3 separate regions of the Mus musculus genome follow, and regions 1 and 2 are each linked to region 3. The links are chromatin contacts, called in public Hi-C maps. All regions are on one chromosome and are shown on one strand. The core of a region is the stretch at or near the end of the contact, and the rest is flanking DNA. Distances in the headings are between cores, read along the strand shown. Region 1 has its middle 39 kb from the start of Gm4861. Region 2 has its middle 14 kb from the start of Ddit4l. Region 3 has its middle 31 kb from the start of Mir6380.

Region 1 (4,233 bases), core at 1,494-3,993, 240 kb after region 3:
AATCCTGTGTGTATGGGTGTAGTGTCTCAATGGATGTCTCTGCACCAGGTAGTGCCTTGAAGGCCAGAAGAGAGTCTCAAGTCCCCCAGGACAGATGGTATGTGCCATCCAGTAGGTGGTAAGAAATGCATGGTTTTCTGGAAAAGCAGCCAGTGCTGTTAAATCCTGAGCCATTGTTCCAAGTCCCAAAATGCTTAAGGCCCTCAGTCTCCAAACATTGCCCTTTCTTGCTTCCTATCTCATAAACCATATCCAGTTCCGTATCAGTCCCTAAAGGATTTGGGTTTTCAAAATATGTCCAGAACCTGACCATTCTGTAATCCCATACCACAACCATATAAATTCAAGCCACCATTATCTTTTCCGTGAACTGATTGCCAACTAGTTTAAAGAGAGTTTTCAGTGACTCCTTTAGAATGTAAAATAAAATCTGTTTTCTATAATCTTCCAACCATTCACTCTGTAAGAACAAACATCTACAAATCCTGTGATACCTTTAACCATCCCTTCCTCACACTGCCCGCCAACACTCTACTTTTTTATTTACCAGTTCTAGGTACTGGCTCGCTTTTCTTTGTTGCCCAAGAGTCTGCACTCAGCGTTCCCTTCTCCTGGAACACTTTCATTAGACTGTGAAAAATCACCGTCTGTACTTGTCTCTCAACGTCTAGATTAGGACAATTACTTTCTCTCATTGCCATCTTTTGAAGTATGAGTGATACCAACCTGGAATAATGTGCTGTCAGTTTGGATTTCCTCTAGACACCATCTTATCCTTTTGTTTAGCTTCCTCTGAATTACTGTAATTTGAATGTACCCTAGTATCATTTCTTTTCTGCAGTAACCATGAATAATGCTATCATTAGTACTGTACTGATGATGTGTTGGTACCAGGAGAGGCCGTGGAGAGCAGGACAACCAAATGAGATTCTGGAATAATCTTCACCAAATTTGTGGAGTACAAAGATAGACAGAATCTTGCATTAAAGTCTGATCCTGATGGGTCTTGATTGTTTTGTTTCTTTGTTGATGACCCCATTTTCTGCTACACGATGGTAAGGTGCTACCTGGGACTGCCAAGGAAGAGGTAGCAAGGACTCCAGATGATTAATAAGATAGGCATACTCTAGAGGGCTGGATAAAAACATCTTGAAATATGAGTGGGCCAGAGAGTATAAACTGATATCCTGTCTGAGTTGCTACAACTTACGTAATACCCATGCCTTAGAAAAAGGACATACCTAAAATTAGCATTTTGAAGATCATGAGCATATTTCTATATGTCTTTTTGCTTGTTTATTGATAATTCATGAGGTTACACATTTATTCCATATCTCTGGTGATAATGAGCTCTATAAGTTGGTCTTGGCTTATAACGCAGGAAGATCTGCTTTCATAACTTAGCACACCTATTAATAAAGTAAGTGTATGTGGCAGACATAGATGTTCTGCGAGTCCCTGGCAAACTGGATTGGAAAATCAACAGTTCAGAGAGTCATGGTTCTGGAGTAACTCCATGCCCTCCTTTACTGACAATCTACTTTCTATTTGCAAATTAGACTCTGGCTTGCACTAAGTTCTGGCAGATACTAAACACTCCATTCCAAGTTATAGAACAATTATGTGACTTGAACTTTACATTATTTTGAACTATTACCTGATCCACAGAGTTAAAAGGGGAATATAAGCAATAACATTTTACTAGAATATTGAAGCGCTGTATGCAACTCCAATCCTGAGTATGTTGCCTACAGGAGCGAATGGCTCATGAACACTGTGACTCCTTCTACTGCACTTCAGTCTTTCTCTGAAGTGACTGTGATTTCATGGGGAGTTCACAGTGGTTGCCATTGTGGACAAAAAGCATAGGTCACAACAGTTATACCCAGTTGTGACCTTGGAAGATGGAACAAGGGAACTTTATGCCACTCCATGATAAGGCCAAAGCCAAGGATTTTATGTTTATCTCTCTTGAGATGAGAACATGCACCCTTTACCTGGAGGAGGGACAAAGGACAAGGGTGAAGGGAAAGACCATACTGAGTATCCTTGTCTTGAACTGTAGGCCGACTTTCACCCTATCACTCTGGATCTCTCTGCCTGAGGAAACAGACTTGTGTGAGTCGCGTCGGAGGCATCTTTGAGCTTCAGTTGAGTGGCCAGTGGGCATCTAAGCAGGGGATTACTAGAAGGAGGCAGGAGATGTAGTTCTCCACTTCCCCTATGTGCTCACTGTAAACCAGCCATCACCTTGGCTAGATCAAGCATGGTTTTTTTGGTTTTTCTTTTTTTTCCTCCAGGGTTACTGTTTCTTCATGACTCTCTCGTTCTGTGTTCAGGTAACTGTCCCCTGCCCTTGAGTGTTATTGGTTGTTATAGCCCTTCTCCAGCCCTGTGGTTCCAGTTCACTCTGCCCACACCTTCATAAACAGAACCTAATTTAAACTATGCTCCCAAATTATCCAATTTGAGAGAACCATCTGTTTCCTATTTTGAAAAATGCCTCACACAGCCATCTTGACTCTGAACTACACAGTGTTTATTATTTAGAGTTCAGGGAACTGCAAGTGATATAAATATTTCAACCACCCTCGCTTAAGCTACAAAAGCATATGGATTTATTGGGCTGCATCACTCGAAAGTCCAAGCAATGATTTTGTCCACAGGCACGGCTGAATCCAACAGTGCATGTGACGTTGGCAGGGCTCCCTCCTCCTCTTGGCTCTCATGTGTGCTGTCTTCCTTTTCAGGCAAATACTTTCTACTGAGCGACAAATAAAAGACACTGGCAGTTCTCGCCTTACAGCTGATACAGCCCAGAAAAAAGAACCTGAGAGATGTTGTGTCTTAACACACATGGTGACATTATCCTTTGTGAACTGTTAGAGTGCCACTAAGGTTGCTTCCCTGGATGTTCACGTATGTATCCCAAGTTAACAAATCCTCTGCAGCCTGGTTAAGGAATGGCTAAAAATAGAAAAGAATACTGCTCAGTGAGAGCACACCATCTTCTAGTCCTCAGAGTTCTTTCATTTTGAAATATAGACTTGAAAACAGGGAAGAAAACTGTTGAATGAAGTGAACACCGGCTTCTACCCTACATTTGATGCTATTCTTCCTAGAATACAGACTCACTTGTCTGCCCAGATAAAAGCTTGCATAGCAAATCCATCAGGCATGGTCTCTCAGCTTCATTCTAATTGGTGAATGCAATAATTTGGTGAAAGGGGGTTTCCTAGGGTGAACAGACAGGTAGCTCTGTCCAAAAGGCTGTGCCAACCTCGCATTTCTTCCTTGGCAGCCAGTTCTACAAATATGACTTGGAATAGACAGTATGCAGCTTTGAGATCAGGAGGAACATTAAGGAGCCAGATTGTCTAGGATGGAGGGTGTAGAATAGCCTCTGTAATAGGTAATAAGTAAAGCAGCTGGTTATAGTAGGAGAGGGAACAGACAGGTAGAGCAGGCTGGGCTCCTCAAGGGAAGTACCCACAGTTAGGCAATTAGTAGATCCATGGGAAAGCACAGGGAACTCACATTAAGATATACTGTGAAAGTGGCAGATATGGAAAACAGCTTTGCCAATGGTATTAGGAGACTGGCAGGAAGGAAGTTAGAGCTATTCAAGAAAGGAGATCCTAGGGTCTAGACAAGGGAATTCACAGCTTCCTATGTGAAAGTAAGACAAAGAAGTAAGGGAATTCTTCAGGATGAGAAAAATACATGTTAAGAAATGGTACACGGGGACCATTTGCCTATACATTCTTGGACACATGCATCAAGGCAGAACTCAGAGCATGTAGATTCCATGTAGCACCTTTCAGGAATGTATAGCTCTTTTTCTGACAAGCTTTTCACGTGTTTTCCTCAATAGATTTTTATTCAATTGTTTGTTTCTTTGTGTTTAGGACCTATTATTATGAAGGGTAGTGTCATAAATGGGGTGAGGAACCTGGGTTTTAGTGTCTGACAAGATGGCTTTTGAATATCCACTCTGCCATTTAGTAGCTAAATATTTTGGGGGTTAAATGACTGGACTTTATTCATAAAAGTTGAACACAATTCCTACTTCATGGAATTGTTGTAGATAATGATGTAGATTATATACCCTAAGTGACTGTCATGGTAATCACAGGGTGAATGGTAGCAGATATTATTGAAAATTCCTTAGCCGGAATGGATTTTCCAGAGTTGTTGTTCTGGGAAATTGATAGTGATATTAATAGTTACTTC
Region 2 (4,268 bases), core at 1,198-3,697, 140 kb after region 3:
CTCCTCTCTGCAGTTTGTCACCATGAGGTAGGCAACCTTGTCCACTCCACTCTCTCATGATGTTCTTACCTGGGCATAGAGACACATGGCCATCTGGCCATGGACTGATGATTTCAAACCATGAGCCCAGATAAATACTTCCTACTTTGTTGTTGTTTTTTGTTCTTTCCTCAGATATTGAGGCACAGCAACAAAAAGCCTAATTTACAATGTCTCCTGATGCTGTTGTTGGTGTGTGTTTACATCAGAATCCACACTGTGTTTGTTGACTCTCTTACTCCATGGCAACCTGTTAAAAATGTGCTGTGTCTGTACGAGGTAAAACCATAAAGGAAGGGGAATTTTAAGCTTGTGATCCTCTATTTTTTTTTAATGCTAACTTGGCACTGGCTCCTTTCTGGGCTGGCTTTCTAGGGCACTCAGCCTGAAAGTCCAGGCTTCTCACTGAGGAACCGCTGTCTAGCCGAGGGTTGTAGGTCTCAGTCCCTTTCCACACACTTCCATCCCTTTAAACAATGGCCTGCTTGATTTCAGACCCTCAGTGCTCTTAGTGTAAGTTAAAATGAATGCTTACCATGCACAGCAGGTCTACTATAACTCCTAAACATTAGATTGCTTTATTCTTTTATCAAATTCAAAAAATTAAGGGGTTAAATGAGAAGTTAGACCAAAACCGAAAGTATCTCAGCGAACACGTAGAGAGGGCCTCCGAGCCCTTGACTGCACACACGAACGCCTGCTCTGCAAACATGTGGAACTCCATTGGCTTTCTGTTTTGTTTTTCCCTGAGACAGAGATTCATGGAGTCCAGACTGGCCACAAAATCTCTATGTAGACAACCAAAGTGACTCTCAGTCCTCTTGCCACTGTCTGCCAAGCTCTGAGATAACAGGCATGTACAAGCTCTGAGATTACAGGCATGTGCAAGCTCTGAGATTACAGGCATGTGCAAACTCTGAGATTACAGGCATGTGCAAGGTCTGAGATTACAGGCATGTGCAAGCTCTGAGATTACAGGCATGTGAAAGCTCTGAGATTACAGGCATGTGAAAGCTCTGAGATTACAGGCATGTGCAAGCTCTGAGATTACAGGCATGCCTATGCTACCCTGCCTAGCTAATATAAACATGAGTGGTTCTGTTTCCTTCCCCTTAAGACATTTTGAAAAGTTATTGTTTGAAAACTATAAGCATTTACAAAATAAAGAATAATAAAAAAGAAATACAGTAGTCCCTATTTTCTCATGGGGGAAACTTTCTAAGCTGCCTATTGGATGCCTGGAACCTTGAAAAGTCCCAAATCCTGCATATACTATATTTTTCCTACACACACACACACACACACGCACACACACACACACACACACACACACACACACACACACACAGAGGATAGAATGGATTTGGAATAGGAACTCATCAACAGTTGTAATAACAGAACAGAATAACTGAGTAATATACTAGAATAAATTTAATAAGGTTATTTCTCTCACACGCATAGAATTAAGACAGACTTAATACTTTGGTCTTGACTTTGACAGAGAAAGAGTGGCCACTCATTATTTGTGTTGCAGCTCTGTCTTTATGGCTGGCTGTGTCCTAGGGGACTCTGCATGATTTGCCCATTATTTTCAGCTGATTTTAAGATAAAAGAAAAATCTAATTAGTTAAAAATTCAGGACACAAAGGTCCCAGGAAAAGATAATTTCCCTAATGTTAGAGAGCTGGTGACAAGAAACATAGGAACCAGAACCCAGTTTTCTATAGTTGGTTGAATGAATTTGATGTTTAATAAGTTCAATACCATTAACTATTTACTGCAGACATGGAACTTAATACCCTCACCTCCTCCATCCCTCCTTATCACCTACAGCTCTAAATTGCTTTTACGGCTAAGTGAAAATTCACTCTCTTGCAGGAAAATGCACAATTGGTTTATTCAAAGTTTCTTCAGGCTCACATCTCATGAACCTGTAGGAAAATATTTCCGAATGCTATCTTTAACACTATCTGCTTACTAAAAGAGAAAAGGGTCATGTCTATATTGTTAGTCATATTTTTCTCCTTAAATATATAATGATCGGGTTTCATTCCCTGGCACCAGTAGATGCTCTGAAAACACAGGCTACCAAATACTTTGAATTTCTACCCATCTTGTGATGCTTTCCTTTATCTGCCTTTTGGTGCACCGTTTTAGCTTGAAATTAAAATGTAGTGAAGGTTGCATAGTCTTTGGGGCCTACTGTAATAGAGACTGCATCTTCTGATCTCTGGTGGGTTTAACAAGTAGTTTTTTACTTTTACTACATTCAAGGCCAAAAATATGGAAGCAAAAGAGTTATGGAAAACAGGTTTGTGAAGGTGGAAAAATCCCAGGGAGGTACAGAGTCTTTAAAAGGCATGAGGGAAACAGTATCCAATTTAGATCAACCTCCTGTCTCTGCTTTTTATATCCCTTCTGTGAATTCAGGAAAATGAGCTCTGAATTTAATTGTAGTGTGGGTGTGTGCCTGTTTAGATGAGAGATCTCCTAAAATTTGCATCAATATTTCCTACAGTACCTCTGGAACATCCCAACCTGCTTCTTGGAAGCTTACTTTTCTCTAGGGACACATGATTCACCCTGATACTTACAGAGAATGGTCTGAGCCCCTACTGGTGGTGCCGTAGGCACACAGTATGTTTATCTTAGTGGTGGTGTCATGACATGTGATGATTGAGCAAGGTTAGAAGGTAGGGGAGCTTTTAGAAAACATGCTTTGCTTTGGTGGACTCACAATTGAAGGCTCTAAATACCTTGCCACCCGTTCACTCTTCTGTTCGACCCTGACAAGGTATTCTGATGCTTAAGATCAAGTCAACACAAATAATGTCCAGCATCTCTGTTGCCTCCTACGGGCTGAGGGCGCAGAGACTCTGCAAGTGAAAGCCACATGGATTCCTCGATGCTTCTGGCTGAGGGGCTATTTGTCTCTCCAGTTCAGAGACAAACAGACTGAAGAAATTGCTCAGTGCAGAGCTCCTGGTTCCTTTGTTTTCTTCCTCCTGTCAGGTAGGGCAGAAGTTTCAAGGCAGAAACCTCATAGAGTAGTGCTCAGAAATTAGAAAAGGTAATCAAAATTAGTTAGACAAACTTGCTTTCCTCCCCTCTGTTTATGTTTCAATGAATGTGACTGATATAAACTCCCTCCTGACATAGCCAGTAAAGACACTGTGCTGACTGGTGGCCATCTCAGGAATAAGTTTGTATCAGGGCACTGCAATGCTCAGCTTCATGTGGGCTCTGGAGATTCAAACCTAGACCCCCACGCTAACACAGCAAGGGCTTTACACACTCAGCTATCGTCGTTTGCTTTCTCCATTCTTTCCCTGAGATTTATGTAAGCACAAATGCACACTTTTCTTTGTTGCGGGGCATGCTTAACCCCTTTAGTCTTTGTAGGTTATCGAGTTCCACTTAAGGCTTTTCACCGATCTTACCAGCCCAGAATTACTCCTGAAGGGAACGTTTTAAATCACTGATTTCCATTTTTAGAAGTAGTCGAGGGCCTGCTGTTGTAGGGAACTGTTGTAGACTCTTGGTGTGCATCCGTGTACAACATGGGCAAAACAAGGAATACAACACACAATAGATGTAATAAGTGCATGATAGAATACTTTAGGAAAATGATCAGAATTTGAAAAGGATGGAAAGGAGGAGAGAGCTGCAGAGGCGAAGCAGACATCGGAGGTAGCAAGCTGTGTGCACTGTGAGCCAGTGTTCAAGGAAGACCTCATGGGCAGAGCTACACAGAGATGAACAGGCAGAGCCTCTGCGGATGAGAGTCCATTTGCTTTCTTCCAAAAAGCCTCTTCAATTTCTTGGTGAGAGGAGCCCCTGATGAAGCTGGGAGACTAATAAATCCTATACACACTAAGAAAATTTTCTTCCACGGAGGCTTGCCTTTTGGGTCAGTTTTAATACTGTTTTGCCAATCCAATTTGTGAGCTGGTTCATTGGTCTTAAGTTTAAAATGTAGGTCACTCCTGGAATCTAGTAGTTGTGTCATGGTTCAATAACTTTCTTAAGCCTCTCTTGTGGAACTGTAAGTGAATGAAGGCTGCGTTTCAAAAAGAAAAAAAAATGTCTGTGTCCCTTATCACTCTGGCTATGCACATAGAACACAGAACACAGATAGAATGTCTTAGGTCTTTAATCTATGTATTCCAGATTACTCATGGTAATGACATTTTTGAACACCTTTATTGAGTAAGGATATATGTGTACAA
Region 3 (4,182 bases), core at 345-2,844:
TGAGCTATCTCTCTGAAGCTAAGTCCCAGAAGTTCACAGCCATCCAGGCCCCGATTGCTCTTCTGCTCCCTTTGTCTTCGTGGGTCGTCCTTAGTTTCTACCCTGAGTTTCCTTCATGGTGAGCTATAAGTGGTAAGGTAAAACTTTCCTTCCCCACTTGTTTTTTTTGCTTGATGTTTTATCATATCAACAGAAGGCAAACCAGTGCAGGAGGCTGCCTATAACTGGTTGAAGGATGGGGCTGTTGATGATGGACTGAACTCCCTGCTTTCTGTGACAAAACATATACACCTGTTATGTGTGGTGGCTTAGGTATGAATGCACAGAACTCAGAAGGCAGATGCAGGACAACCAGGAGTTCAAGGCCAGACTGGGCTTCAGGGAACCAATATGTTTCAAAATAAATAAGTGAACAAATAAATACTCGTTCAGTTTGTTGATGTGGTGGTTTGTAACAGGAGCTCAGAGTTCAGAGATAGCTAATGGCTTCCTGTTTCCTTAATCAAACATTACCAAGTTACATTTCTGGTGTGTGTGTATGTGTAACTGTGTGTTTATGCATGTGTGTATGTGTGTGTATATGTTTGTGTGTATGTGTGTAACTGTGTGTTTATGCATGTTTGTATGTGTGTGTATATGTTTGTGTGTGTATGTGTAACTGTGTGTTTATGCATGTGTGTATGTGTGTGTATATGTTTGTGTGTGTCTGTGTGTGTCTGTGTGTGTGATGTGTATGACTGTGTGTCTATGTATGTGTGTGTGTACACGTGTGTGTATGTTTCTGGTTGTGTTGGGATGTGAGTGAATGTTGTCTCCTGTGAACCACAGTGCTTCATTGGCAGGTGGAGGTCTGCAGAACGCGTCTTCTTCCTCTCACCTGCTGAAGTAAGGCAGCGTGTACAAAATATTTCTCCTCTCCAGATCTGCCTGCTGTCGAGTCAGAATCATTTATTATTTATTCCTCAGCACGATAGAGCTTAACTGCTTATTTTCGGCATGATTCGTGAAATAGACACAGGAAGTAGAAAGGCGGGAGCTGTAACTGCCTCCTGTTTGTTGTTTTGTTGTTGAGCAAGGCTGTTGGAGACTCTGGTCCACGCCTTGTCTTAAGTCTGTGGAGTGGATCTAACACAGGGCCTCATTTGCAGTGTCAGCCAGGCTGTCGCCATGAGAAGCTGGCTCACGGAGGGCAGTCTAAATCTCTCTCCTCTGCTGCAGTCTGCTTTCTTTGTGAAGACTGCTAAGAACATTCCAGAACTCTCTCCAAATATTGAAGTCCTTATCACTTCCTAAACTGGATGTTTGTTCAGGTCTGCCACAAAGCAGTACCAGTACTCTCTCATCAGCAGCTTTCTGTGACCGTGACCGTGCTGGGAAACTCTCCATACCCTGGGAAGAGAAGGAGGACAAGTATGGAAGTCCCATTAGTTATCTATTCGGAGGCTCCTGGCTTTGTTTTCTTAAAGGAAACAACTCGACTGAGTACCACGAGAGGGCGCCAGTGGGCTATGTTAGCGCTGGCGAGGCACTGCACTCCGGCATCCTCCCCACTCCCATTCCTTCCCACACTGCGGGGGGCAAAAACAACCCGGGGGCGCTGACGTCAGCTAGCCGGAGGCGCCTGCCTCTGTACCCATAGGTATAGTTAATCCCCCAGGAGTGAGGCCGGTGCTTTCTCTGGCAGCCCAATTTTCAGCTTAAATCATTGCCCTAATCTTATTTTAATGTGCATTGGGGCCCTGGCGGCTAGAGTGGGTGGCAGGGGAACAGCATTTAACATCCTTTGGAGTTTGGATTGTGCCGGACACTTCTTAAGCACTTGGGTGGGACAGAGAGACTTAATCTTGCAGCTGCAATCGACCTCAGTAGCCTTTGCCTTATTTGGCAAATTTAATTGGCAACGTTAATTTTGGGGGTTGGGGCTGGGGTAGAAGAGAAGGAAAGGAACACATGTGAAATACTAATATGCGCTGTATGCTTCACAGCGACTGTACGAAGTTGTTAAAAATGCTCAGTTTAGCAGAGACATTGAGAGAGATCAGAGCCTTCAGTCAGACAGCTTGCAATTGGCCCGTGGAGCCCTCCATTGGCCAGTCCCAGAACCACAGTCTGGGATCTGCTACCTGTGCGGCTTGCCTCTCTCTTGGGAGGCAGAGGCAGGCCAATTTCTGAGTTCTAGGTCAGCCTGGTCTACAGAGTGAGTTCCAGGACAGCCAGGGCTATAAGGAAAAACCCTGTCTCGAAAAACCAAAACCAACCAACCAAAACAAAAAACACACCCCCCAAACAAACAAACAAACAAAAACATCCCATCATCAACAACAACAAATCAAAACCAAAACAAAAAAAAAAGTTTTACAGGAAACTTGGCAAGAATGGAACAAAACCCACATTCCAAGGGGAACTAGCCCTTTTCAGGACAGTAGAATAAAGTCTAAATTTAACCACTCAGATGTGAGTTAACCAGCAGTTGTCTACAATGTATCTTGCCTGACTCAGAGGGTCCAATGTGCTTACAACAAAGTAGCAGAAAAGCACTGGCTAGCCGAAGGGCGGGCGTTGTTTGATTGGTGTGACATCCACCGGCTGTATTTACATCAAGTAAATGAAGAGAAGAGAGCAGTTTATCTGATGACATGGCTCGTCATCACATTGCAGGCACCAAAAAGGGGTATAGTGACCCGGGACATGGGGTGTGAGGGGAGTGACACAGTGCCCAGGGCAGTGTCTATAAATGGTGAGTCAGAATTCAATGATGCTTTCAGAACGGCGATGGGCCCACTGCCTGCATCCCAGACTTCTTCAGCTTAAGCCCACATCCCAGATAAGTAAATGAAGTCCGTGCACTAAAAGCATAAACCAAGAAATCAAACTGTAGGCACTTCACAGACCAAAGCACCTCATGAAGGTGCCATGACTCCGAAGTCGGACAGAGAGCCATTAATGTCCTATGGGGCATTAATACATGTTTTTTTTTCCTTCAGGCTTTCTTTTGCTGTTTTGACAGGAGCTGCTTCACCTTCAGGGATTTTTGTTTCATTCTTGAAAAGCTTCATGTAAAACTATGAATAGTCCATTTGGTCAGAGTCCTCAAAGTCAAACTAGAAAGTGAGGCGCAGTGCAGCGAGCCGAGCCCAGTGAGGACCGAGTTAGAACCAGAAGGACCGGTGGTCAAATCCCATGCTCTGTAGTTTTTAGTCACTTGCCTGTGAGTGAAATCTTCACAGTGGTGATGGTTCAGCTTCTTTGTCAACTTGACTGGGTTTAGAATCACACCCTTGGGTGTGTCTGTGAGGGTGTTTCCAGAAATGTTTAAGTGAGATGGGAAGGACTACCCTGAGTATGTCCAGCTCTCCCATAGGCTGGGATCTGATTGAACACAAAGGAGAAATTGGAGCCTGGGTGTGTGTGTGTGTGTGTGTGTGTGTGTGTCGGGGATGAGAGAGGGCACAGCAGTTAAGAGCACTTACTGCTCTTGCAGACGGTCAGACTTTGCTTCCTGCCACCATACTGGCAGCTCACATTGCCAGTAATTCTGGTTTCAGGTGACTTAATGCCTCTTCTAGATTCTCTGTATGCCAGTGGTGCCCATGTGTACACTCAGGCAAAGCACTCAGGCACATAAAATAACACTGAACTTCCAAAAGGAGAAAGCGAACAGAGCAGAACTTTCATCTCTCTTGGCTTTTTTTCACACAGACACAATGTGACGTCACCTCACGTTTGCCCTGACATTACACTTGCCTGCCATTGTGGGCAGTCCCTCAAACTGTGTGGCAAAACAAGTCTTTACTTTTGTCTCAGATAGGGTTTTGCCGCTGTGAAGAGACACCATGACCAAGGCAACTCTCACAACGGACAACATTTCATTGGGGTTAGCTTACAGGCTTGGAGGTTCAGTTAATTATCATCATGGTGGGAAACCTGGCAGCGTCTTGGCAGGTATGGCACTGCTGAGAGTTCTACGTCTTGTTCTGAAGGCAACCAGGAAAAGATTGTCTTCCAGGCAGCTAGAAAGGTCTCAAAGCCTACCCCAACAGTGACCCACTTTCTCCATCAAGGTCACACCTCCTAATAGTGCCACTCCCTGGGCCAAGGATATTCAAACCACCACATCGGTTGCTTTTGTCACAACAATAAGAAAAGTAAGGACGGGGCTGGAGAGATGGCTCAGTAGTTAAG

What was found. Hi-C and Micro-C count contacts between places; a contact is called where the count stands out from the background.
Region 1: a contact with region 3 is called in a Hi-C map of uterus, with 6 times the contacts expected there. The contact joins two enhancer-like sites. A contact is called at or near these places in 7 of 484 Hi-C or Micro-C datasets (cerebral cortex, liver and uterus) and 3 of 115 datasets of contacts at active chromatin or transcription factors (astrocytes, fibro-adipogenic progenitors and neural progenitor cells).
Region 2: a contact with region 3 is called in a Hi-C map of uterus, with 6 times the contacts expected there. The contact joins two enhancer-like sites. A contact is called at or near these places in 4 of 484 Hi-C or Micro-C datasets (cortical neurons and uterus) and 3 of 115 datasets of contacts at active chromatin or transcription factors (astrocytes, fibro-adipogenic progenitors and neural progenitor cells).

Annotation. Positions count from the first base shown.
Region 1 is chr3:137,511,656-137,515,888 of GRCm38.p6, reverse strand. No RefSeq gene overlaps it. Among named protein-coding and RNA genes, the nearest start is that of Gm4861, 39 kb to the left of the region's middle. Within about 2 kb of position 2,743, at least 34 of the 459 cell types and tissues checked have an H3K27ac peak or open chromatin away from gene starts, as enhancers often do. A contact at or near this core is called in uterus, where this site is marked.
Region 2 is chr3:137,607,415-137,611,682 of GRCm38.p6, reverse strand. No RefSeq gene overlaps it. Among named protein-coding and RNA genes, the nearest start is that of Ddit4l, 14 kb to the left of the region's middle. Within about 2 kb of position 2,447, at least 72 of the 459 cell types and tissues checked have an H3K27ac peak or open chromatin away from gene starts, as enhancers often do. A contact at or near this core is called in cortical neurons and uterus, where this site is marked.
Region 3 is chr3:137,750,428-137,754,609 of GRCm38.p6, reverse strand. No RefSeq gene overlaps it. Among named protein-coding and RNA genes, the nearest start is that of Mir6380, 31 kb to the left of the region's middle. Within about 2 kb of position 1,594, at least 96 of the 459 cell types and tissues checked have an H3K27ac peak or open chromatin away from gene starts, as enhancers often do. A contact at or near this core is called in cortical neurons and uterus, where this site is marked.